Regions from separate parts of the Mus musculus genome. Here region 2 is linked to region 1. A link is a contact called in public HiChIP or PLAC-seq data. All regions are on one chromosome and are shown on one strand. Each heading gives the region's core, a stretch centred on a gene start, on an enhancer-like site or on the middle of the called end of the contact. The rest is flanking DNA. Distances are from core to core; before and after follow the strand shown. Region 1 holds the start of Igfbpl1 (insulin-like growth factor binding protein-like 1). Region 2 overlaps Shb (src homology 2 domain-containing transforming protein B).

Region 1 (5,129 bases), core at 1,607-4,106:
ACAGTGATAGAGCCAAGCATGGAGTTACAGATTGTTCCTGAAAGGCAGTGCACAGTCTATCACTTCTGTTCCCAAATCCTGCTTTGTTACATGAACATTGTTTCCTTCACATCATTAAATGATCTCTCTCTCTCTCTCTTTCTCTCTCTCTCATACACGCATGCACACACACACAGCTGCATCTATATTCACATGTGCATATGCCATACATGGACATACATATTTCATAAGGACCATCACAATAAACGATACATTATAAACATATTTGCATTTCCACGAGCCTACACATTGCCCATTTTAATGTCTACCTAGACCTCTATTGACAGATGGACCATAATTTACTCAATCGTTGCTGCCTTAGAATGTTTCCAAGTTTTTGATACAGTGGCCAACTCAGAGATGAAATCTTCAAATGGAGCGATTTCTTTTCTTTTTCTCTCTTCCTTCCTTCCTCCCTCGCTCCCTCCCTCCCTTCTTCCCTCCCTCCCTTCTTTTCTAACCATGTCTTATTTATTTTTATTTTATGTGTATTGATGTTTTGCCTACCTACATGTCTATGTGAGGAGATTTCCTGGGTCCTCTGAAAGGGCAGTCAGTCCTCTTAGCCACTGAGCCATCTCTCCATCCCCAGAGCGATTATTTTCTTTGGAAAGAGTCACAGATGAGATCAGAAGGTCAAGAGGTATGAGCAGGTGGGGAGGCCGTTCTAGATAAAGCCAGAGGTGTCTGAGACTACTGGAATCTCAGTACTGAGCACACGCGGAGAGCTTTCCCAGCATTCCCCTCTCCATTCCTCACTCCTTACCTCCGTTCTCCCAAGGCCCCTGACAGCTCTACTCCACGTGGCCCATTGTAAGGTAAGAGCTTGAATGGATGGCCACATGGCTATATTCAATGGCTCTGCTCTGCTCGCCACATAAAGTGACCTCCACAAGGGCTTCTTTCGGGGACAAGGACCTCCCCACCTCAGAGGACCGCAGACTTGGCAGGAATTGAATTAAGAAAGGAAACTGCATGTCACTTGAGAGGTCTGCAGCAGCTCTTCCCAGGCACGGAAAGGCTTTCTCCATCTCCAGACATAAGCCAAAAATATACAAAAGAGCGGACACGGAGCAGTAGGGATGGCTCTTTGGAAGCCTGGTTTGGTAAGTTCTTCTCTCTTCATCTATGCCCCTAGCCACACATCAGTGTCCAGCAACAGTCCCCGTTGTCAGGGATGAAGTATGCAGACTGCCTAGTAGCCTGTATGGATACCCCACAGCCAGACCCTGTCTTTAAACACACTTTACCAGCTATGTCATAGGTGTGTTGTGGTAGATATTTAATCTCAAATCGGGGTTTCTATCCCACCTTAGGTCATTCGGTTTCCAGATAAAAGACATGCAACTTTTATATTTTAATAAACCTTAGTCAGCACTAGAGCTGGGTAGATATCTACCCACCATGTTATTATGTCTACTTCCGTATCAATAACCCCGAGTTATAACTTGCTATGTTCATCTGAGCTGCTCTTAACTCCAATTGCCCAGCCTCATGGCCATGTTTTCATGACTCACTTGCCTACCACATGCCATCTCTCTTTTCTGCACCTTCTCCCCTCTCCTCCTTGTGGTTTCTCCTCAGACCCCAAGCCTGGGGAAACCAATCACTCACTGCCCATCTTTCTTCTGCCCAGTTATAGACAATAGGCATCTTTATTCGCCAATCAGGGATAACTTGGTGGGTAAGGTTACATAGCATCACTTGTATACATGCAACCAGGCCCTGGGGTGTGTGTGTGTAGTAGTAGTAGTATTTAGCATTACAATACATAGCAAAAGACCAAACCTCAATATGGGTGTCCTGAGATTTGTGCTCTGGGACCCTGTCCCAACATTCTTAGTAGCCAAAGGTCAGAACACAAGTGGTTAATTTCCATTTGTGTATCTAAATAATATGCAGAGTGTAACAATCAAGACTGGTCCACACAAAGTCCAAAATACATCACTGTATCTAGCCACCTCAAGGCCCTGTCAACTATAAGATGCATGGATTTATGCAGCATTAAGAAATATCCATGAGGCGCTGGAGTCTTGGTGCAGTGCTTAAGAGCACCGGATTCCTCTTCCAGGGGACCTGGGTTCAATTCTTAGCACCCATAAAGCAGTTCACAAGGGAATCTGACACCTTCTTACCAGTGCACTTAAATTAAATGAAAAAAAATTTTGAAAGAGAGAAAGAAAGACCCGTGAGAGCACATAGCCTTTTCACCTGTGCACCCATTGCTTGAAAGAGAGTCGGGTTCCAGAGATGATAAAAGGTGGGAAACTGGAAATTCTGTAAGTAGAAAAGACCAAGTGCAAAATCATACGTGCACTCGGGCAGTGGATGTTTTATATGAGGGGACTGGGCTATGTGCTCACACATGCTTGTACAGGCAGAGAAGATGCCTGAAAACACACCCAAGAACCCAATAGCCAGAGCAGCCACTGGAAATGGGACTGGGGAACTGAGTATTCGATCTGGGAAAGAAATCCATCTATCCATTTATAAAATCTGGCATCTTAAACTAGAGATTCCCTTTCCTAAACAAAACAAGAAAGAGAGCAAAGTAAAATAAGGCGTCCTGGTGGGAAGACTGAGAGTCATTACATTTTAAGGCCGAGACAAGTTGCCGTTTGGACCACGCTGAGTCTCCCCCAGCGCTCAATCGGAGGTGGCAGAGCTGTTCTGGAGACTTCTCTGCAGTTCAGTGAGCCAGTAGGGCCGCGCAGCGCTGGTCCCGGGCCGAGGGGCGCCCCGCGGTGCGGGCCGGGCCAATCAGCGGGCGCGGGGCGGGCGCGGTGGCTTTGCACGCACCGAGCGCTAAGAGGAGCAGAGGCGCTGCTGCCGTCCGTCTGGGAGCCGGCCATGCCGCGTCTGCCGCTGCTGCTCCTGCTCCTGCCATCACTGGCCCGGGGTCTCGGGCTCCGCGACGCGGGTAGACGACACCCCGAGTGCAGCCCGTGCCAGCAGGATCGCTGCCCTGCGCCCTCGCCTTGCCCAGCGCCCTGGATCTCCGCGCGCGACGAGTGCGGCTGCTGCGCGCGCTGCCTGGGCGCCGAGGGCGCGAGTTGCGGGGGACCCGTGGGCTCACGCTGTGGCCCTGGCCTGGTGTGTGCGAGTCGCGCCTCGGGGACGGCGCCCGAGGGCACCGGGCTTTGCGTGTGCGCGCAACGCGGCGCCGTCTGCGGCTCTGACGGCCGCTCCTACTCCAGCATCTGCGCGCTACGTCTGCGCGCCCGACATGCACCCCGCGCGCACCATGGCCACCTGCACAAGGCTCGCGATGGGCCCTGCGAGTTCGGTGAGTGGGGTTTGACCTAGAAAGACCCAGGCAAATGGGAAGAGCGGGACCCCAATGCTCTTGGGTGTGGGACAGAGAATTTCATTGTACAAAAGTGGACAACACAGCCTGGGCCTCAGTTTCCCCTTCAGGAGCAGTGTTTCGCGTCTTTCTACAGCCTGCTTGCTACCTTACCCACTGCGTGCAGACTTCAGCCCTAGAACAAACAGGAATGTGAATGCTTAAGAACCTGTTATTATAGTTACTTGAAAATGGGTCCAGGTGGATAGGTTGAATGGAGGAAGGAAGGTGAGGATTCCCAGAGTGCAGGGGTCCCACACAGGATTCAAGAAGCACCAAGACAGAGCATCAGAATCCTGGCTATCCAGTGAGTCTCAGACCAAGGGCTTCGAGGAGCTTCCAGCCACAAAGGGCAAGACCTTTGGAAACGTGAGCTCTGAAAAGATTGTGGGACCAGAGATGCTGATCCAGTCTAAAGGGCACGTAATCTGAAGGGTCCTGCTTTAAGGAAATCAATAGAAAACTACCAACTGCTAGGGATGTCAAAGGTTAACTGGTTTTTAACACCACATTGTAAGTGCCCCTAGTGCCCTAACTGATCACTGTCCTGTGTCAAAAAAGAAAGAAAGAAAGAAAGAAAGAAAGAAAGAAAGAAAGAAAGAAAGAAAGAAAGAAAGAAAGAAAGAAAGAAAACCCAAAACAGCAGTGTCTATGGATGTCCAGAGAAGCTAGCCTACTTTGCCTGTGTGTGGGGTTTGACTTGGTCAGGAGCTCTGAGAGAACAGTGTTTGTTTCATCTGGATAGGGTAGTGGGGAACTCGGCGTGGTAAGTGTTCCATGTTTCGGGCTTCTGGAGATTTCTGGCCTGAGCTGGGAGAGGATGTCTAAGCCAGATGCCCAAGGTAACACTTCAAGAAAGATACCTGGGGGCTCCTCTTCCAGCTTGCCTCCTCTCCCTCCAAACATCTCATGGACGCGTGCTCACGTCCAGGATTCTGGTGGACCGCTGGCCATGGGGCAGGAAGTCTACTAGACACAGTGAGGGGCTGAAGCAGGCTGGGTGACACGGAAAAGTCACTATGGCTCTTTCCCAGTCCAGGCTCCAGTGGGGGACAGTGCTGGCTGGGGGTACTACTGGGTAGCTCCTGGCTTCTCCAGTGACACTGAGCCAGGTCTATTTCCCTGCCCAGCCACAGCAGCTCCAGGGGAGCCACTGTGGTGCCCACTCTGCTTGGAATGCTGTGTCTGCCCGGTGCACCGACAGAGTCCCATCTTTCCCCCTCGTAGCTCTGTCACTGTTTTTACAATCTGCCTCCTCAGCAGTTGGTTCTCACGCAGCTCCCTTTGTCTGAGACAGGTAGCACTAATGGCACACAGGACACAGAAGAAATGCTGACCAGGCTCCCCAAAGCTTCCCTGTGCTGATGGGCTTGGGTGATTTTTTTTTTTCCTGGAGCGACATTCTGTTCCTAGGAAAAAGAGCCCTTCGAGGCATATAACTCAAAGCTGCTGTTGTACAGAGGAGACCCAGACCCAGAGAAAGCAGGGGACTTGTCCATGATGTCCACTTAAGGCTGCCACCTTCCAGGTCCCAACCCCTTGTCCAGCACTCTTTCGGGACTGGACTTGATAATATTGTCGGGCAGATGGCGGTTGCTATGGTTACCAGAGTACAGACAGATGGCAGATGGAAAGCCCACACCCCTAATTCACTGAAAATTACCAAATGACAAGTAAATGTGCCAGCGCACACCCACCCACCCCCCAACTCTGCGGGCTCTGAGGCTCGCCCTGGGCTCCAGCT
Region 2 (5,129 bases), core at 1,240-3,739, 350 kb after region 1:
GTCCTAGGCAACCAGGGACTGGTCTATATCAGACTCAGGCCACTGTATAAGGAGGAGGTGGGCAAGCGTGGCTTGGTTTCCTGGACATGGAGGTCAGCAAGGATGTTGTATGGTCACCAACATTCCAGGAAATAGGGAACGTGAAAGACTTTTGAGTGGTCAGAATTTGTGTTAAACCCCAGAAGGTGAGCAGGTCAAAGGGAAGGGGTCTTTTGGGTAACAGAGGAGTGGATATCATGTTGTCCCTAAGGACTTATCGGTGCCTTCATAGGCACTGAACTGATATCAGAGCTGGGTCTTAGAAGTCATCTGGATATGGGAAGTTGTATTAAGAAGAACAATAGATGTATAGGAGTGACCACAGTCTGGCCGTAGCCAAAGGTGGAGTAAGCCACCCACCCCAGGAGCCTGTGTGGCCATAGCCACAGGTTTATGAGGACATGCAGCTCCCAGCATGCCCAGTGACCAGGACTTTCTAATCTCTTACGAGAGAGCTTTACTCTTAGGTAGTCTGAAATTGCTGAACCTTCACCTTTCTGCACTCCACCCCCAAACTCATCCAGCCAGTCTTTTTCCTGGATTGTGTGATTAAGCTCAGTGGAATCCTGCTGATAGCAGGTGGGCGCCGGGCCACATAGCTTGATCGTCATGGAGCCTCCTCTGCCCAGAACACTAGGCCAGGCCTGGAAGTTGCATCCACAGCTAGTCATGTGGCAGTTTTTAAAGCCAGCACCTCAAACATCCTAGAAACTTGGATGAGCAAGTGATACCAGAATGGAGCAGTGCTCAGTGCTAGTTCTGGAACCACAGGGTCAGTAGCTCCCCAAGAGGGTCAGGGATGACGCCTGCAGGAGGTGAAGTCCAAGCTAGACTTGGAAGCTTGCCGTGTTGAAAAGAAGAGCTGAGAGGCAAGGTCATGGTGGTGGGTGGGAGCAGATGCTGACCGTGACTTAGAGCCAGTCCATCAGTGACCACCCTGAGGTTGTCACTCTGAGCCTGTCCAGTGTTCAAGGGCTGGGGAAGCCAGCCCGTGGCCTGGAGATAAGGGCTTTAGATCCACATACAAGGGTTACTGACTTAACGTTTATTTTCAGCCAGCTGCCACTTTATGTAAGTACTGCCCTCCAGTTACATAGGCCCATGTAGTCTGATCATGGATTCTGCGTGCTTTGAGGCTTGGAAAGTGGGACCCTCTATGTATGAATCGGGCAAGCTTCAAGACCAGTATCCACAGGAACTGAGTTTCCCCCATGAACAGGCTTCAGCAGGAGCCCAGCTGAGCCTACAAAATGCAGAAGGTTTCACTTGGGGTGTCAAGGGAAGCTCAGTCCCCTGGGAGCTCAAAAGTTCACTCAAGCCCCGTGGACAGGTAGACCTCAGCTGCAGCAGGTGGCTGCCCGCCTTGCTCCCACCTGTGTCCCCTAACTAGCGTAGGGCACACAACATGGCAGCTTGGACACTTTTCAAAGCTACCATTTGAGGTTGTCTGACTTGTCTAGGGTCTCCAAGCAGCAGGAGGGTAGGGTGTTTTAAACAGCAGGCACTTCCTGCTGAACCTGGAAGAGGAATTGGTTGCAAATTAAAGCCCCCTGGAACCAGAGTGGTTTGACCTATTAGGTGGAACTGTTGGATGGGAACCAACTGAATGTTGAAAGGCATCTGTCTGAGATGAAGATTTGGGTCTTGGAATGATCTGTCCCACTCTGTTCTTCTGGAAGGTAGAGTGGAGCACACTCAAGGACCCCTGGTGGCAGTGACCCCTGTGGGGTGTGTAGGATTGGCACAGCACTGGCCAGTTCAGTCAGCCTGTAATGTGAGCCCCTCGCAGGGGTTTGTGAAGTTTCTAAATGCCTTCCCCCCTTTTTCTTGGCGTCCCGGCTGCTCATGTGATGCTTTCTTTTATTAATGTATTTGACATTGTCTGTGATAAAAGCAGACTAGGCAAGAGCCTACCCCAGTGGAGGAAGGGTAGTAGGAGACTCCCCAGAAAGATCTCGGAGGCTCTGTCAGTCCTCAAAGCTTGGCACAGGATGTCTAGCAGGTGCCTAGCCAGCTCTGACAGGGCTGGAGGTGAGCTCTGGAAAAGCAGAGGTGCTGCTTAGTCAGGGGCAGGGGGCAGATGGTTGAGCTGTTCGGTCTGGTGGCAGTAGACATCCATGAGAAAAGGCACTCTGCACCCAGGAATTTAAAAGTTGTTGGTGACAGAGGTGGGGGTAGGGGTGGGGGCGGTTTCCCTCACCTCTTTGTCTCTGCATCAGGAGGAAGATAAGCCAGAGTCTTTGGTCATGTGGCCTGTGGTCATGGTGCCTCCTTGTCAGGGGGACGTGAGTGAAATCTGAAGTGAGCCTGAGGTGGCAGCTGTACCGTGACAGCTGCCGCCCTTCCCTCGGGCTCCGGCCAGCCCCATCCTCCCCCAGGGCCGGGTGAGGAAGCTGGTCTGGCAGCAGCACTCAGCTGTCATAGCACATCAGTGGTTGTAGTTCCCAGCTCAGGGAACCATGCCAAGCGCCAGCAGATGATGTACTTAACGAAGCACTGAGGGAGGGAGGCTTGGCTCTAGACAGCGGGTTTGAGAGGCAATGCCGAGGTGCTCCTTTCTCCTGGGCTCGCTTTGGGGCTGCTTTGGGGCAGAACTGTCAAACTTTTGAACCTGGGGAACCAGATTGTGTCTTCCCAAAACAGAATTGCCTTTTGGGGGGAGGCAGATATGGAATAAAGCGAGTTGTGGGGTTGAAGTTGACTTTATCAAAAAAGCTCTGTCCAATATAAAATAGCATGCATTCTCATGTGGACCAAGCCAAAGGACTGTGTGAGTCATGTGTACCAGCTGTCAGTTAGGAACAAGGCTGTGGGACTCTGCCCGTGTGTGTCCATCCCTCCCTAATGTGGAACATCTGCACGGGGCTTTACGGTTTACAAGCCTCTTTTATATCCTTTGTCTGGTTTTATTTTATAACAGCCCCATGAAGTCGATATTAATTTTCTCCCCACTCCACAACTGAGCCTACAGGACTCCGCTGGGGCAGGCCCCTCGAGTCAGGAGCTGGTAGATTGCAGAGCCAGGGGTTGAATCCAGATCCAGAGCGTACCCACGGATATGTATGCCTCCATAGTCCATCACTGAAAAAACGTAGTTGTTTGATTTGTACTTGAATCTGCTCTGTCATGCAAGGTTGGAGGCTGGGTGAGGTGGAGCAGAGTGCTTGCTTAGCAAACACAGGCCTTCCTTGGGTTAGATCCCCACAGCAGTGCATACCCAATCAGGACGCAGGGGCAGAAGAGACTAATGCCTCCGTGCCTCTTGCACCTTATTTCTTACTCACTGAGGCCTGCTGATGTCATCCACTTGTAAGCTACAGGAAGCCCAGAAAGGTTAGAGGGCTTGCCAAGGTCACCAGCTAGAAGTGAACTGGCCAAGAGGTCACTCCACGTGCCCAGTGTGCCTTCTGCTTGCTTGTGTTGTCGTGTTGCTGCAGTCACATGTAAACACAGACATAAAGAGAACAGTTTATAAGAGGATCATTCAGTGTCCGAGTGAGCCACAAGGCTAGCAGGCCTAAGTTTGGTCACTCTGAAGATAAGGAAGTTGCCAGAGGGGACGGGGCTGTGTGCAGTCTGCTGTAGAGCTGGCCAGGCTCCTGCCCTCCAGCTTCGTCCTTCAGCCCATCCTCCACCCACTAGTTCTCAGCCTCAGACAGGCCTTCATGCTGTGAGGTTCCTGTAAGTTTAGGGGTCTGAACTGAGAGTTGACCCCAGTCCTCTGTCATCAGGAAGCTGAGTACTGTGCTCCCTTTTGCTAGCATGACTTCCACCTCAGGCTCACAGCTCAAATGCCTTGTTTCTCAAAGTTGAGTCCACATCCAGCCACCCAGTTATTTTTAGGTGGGAACTTCCTATTCTGTGTTCTATCCCAATCCGCCCCCTCCTCAAGCTGAGCGTATGTTTTCTGTCTGGCAATGGTGTTGGTGTTGCCTTATTTTTAGCATAGCTTGTTTTTCTTCCTGACTTTCCTTTTCTTTTGATTTAGCGTGCGTGATCACACACACACACATACACACACACTCTCAAATAGGCATCTCTCCCCACCCCACCCTTCTTATTCACTAGGTTACCCGACGGACGAGGCAGTGGCTTCAGAAAATCTTGAGCACTGTGTCGCGCATACTCCTCGGGCTTCTACCTCAGTCCCTTCACCGTCCCTCACCCTGTCTCCGGGGGTGGTCTGTAACACTCACACTGATGTACATACCTGATTAGAAATGCATACAGTGGCTGCTGGAGGGCCTAGAGAGTGTGAGCCTGTGTGTGCATGTGTGCATTGACGAGGCTTCAGGGCCCTAATTCTATCTACGGTTTCCATAACATTTGATTCTGGCATATGCTGTCATCCCTGCACTGGGGATGCTGAGGCATAGAGTGTTGTATAAAGTAAAATACCCTGTGTTGCTGTAATAAAATGCCCTGGTCAAAAAACAACTTTGGGTAGAAAATGTTTATTTTAGCCTAACTTATAGGTTATAGTCAGTCCTGAGCAAACCAGGCAACAGGCACTTAAAACAGCTAATTGTATTATATTTACAATAAAGAACAGAGAAAAGTGAACACATGCGTGCTTGTTGGCTTGCCCTCCTGCATTTGCTCAGTAATTTCTCCACACTCACATTGCAGGAAACCCTGCCTAAGGAATGGTGCCACCAACAGTGGGCTGGGATTTCCCACGTCAATTAACTTACTTAAAACAGTTCCCTATGCACAAACCCAGTGTGGACGATCCCTCACTGAAACTCTCTTTCTTCCAGGCTTTTCTCTGTTATGTCAAGGTGACAGGTAAAGAGAAGCATCATGTCGGCCAGCCTGGACTACAACGTATAGTACAGGGGCAGGGAGATGGCTTGGTCTTTAAAATGCCTACCGCTCATAAGGAGCTGAGTTGCAGTTCCCTACACTCACGTGGTAACCAGATATGGAGGTATTTGTCTAGAACAGTGCTGAAGCGAGGAAGAGGAGATAGATAGGTGGGGTCCTGGAGTGTGTTGGCCAGGCAGCCAGCCCAGATCAGTGAGCTGCAGGTTCAGGCAGAGACTGTCGCCAAAAACACATCAGGGTTAAGAGCGCTTGATGCTCTTCCA

The links. HiChIP or PLAC-seq counts read pairs in DNA pulled down with a chosen protein or histone mark.
Region 2: a contact with region 1 is called in an H3K4me3 HiChIP or PLAC-seq map of embryonic forebrain, with 3 times the contacts expected there. The contact joins the enhancer-like site here to the promoter of Igfbpl1 in region 1. A contact is called at or near these places in 2 of 39 promoter capture datasets (the C10 cell line and hippocampal neurons), 1 of 484 Hi-C or Micro-C datasets (cerebral cortex), 10 of 115 datasets of contacts at active chromatin or transcription factors (astrocytes, cardiomyocytes, embryonic basal ganglia and 5 more) and 3 of 9 other capture datasets (embryonic stem cells, liver and pancreatic islet).

What each region holds. Positions count from the first base shown.
Region 1 is chr4:45,824,554-45,829,682 of GRCm38.p6, reverse strand. It overlaps Igfbpl1 (insulin-like growth factor binding protein-like 1), which reads left to right and starts at 2,856. Exons shown (of 5, transcript NM_018741.2): 1 at 2,856-3,325. The coding sequence starts at 2,890. It also overlaps a transcript of Stra6l not described here.
Region 2 is chr4:45,470,606-45,475,734 of GRCm38.p6, reverse strand. All of the region lies in intron 2 of Shb (src homology 2 domain-containing transforming protein B), which reads left to right. Among named protein-coding and RNA genes, the nearest start is that of Shb, 58 kb to the left of the region's middle. Within about 2 kb of position 2,489, at least 187 of the 459 cell types and tissues checked have an H3K27ac peak or open chromatin away from gene starts, as enhancers often do. A contact at or near this core is called in cerebral cortex, embryonic basal ganglia, embryonic forebrain and 3 more, where this site is marked.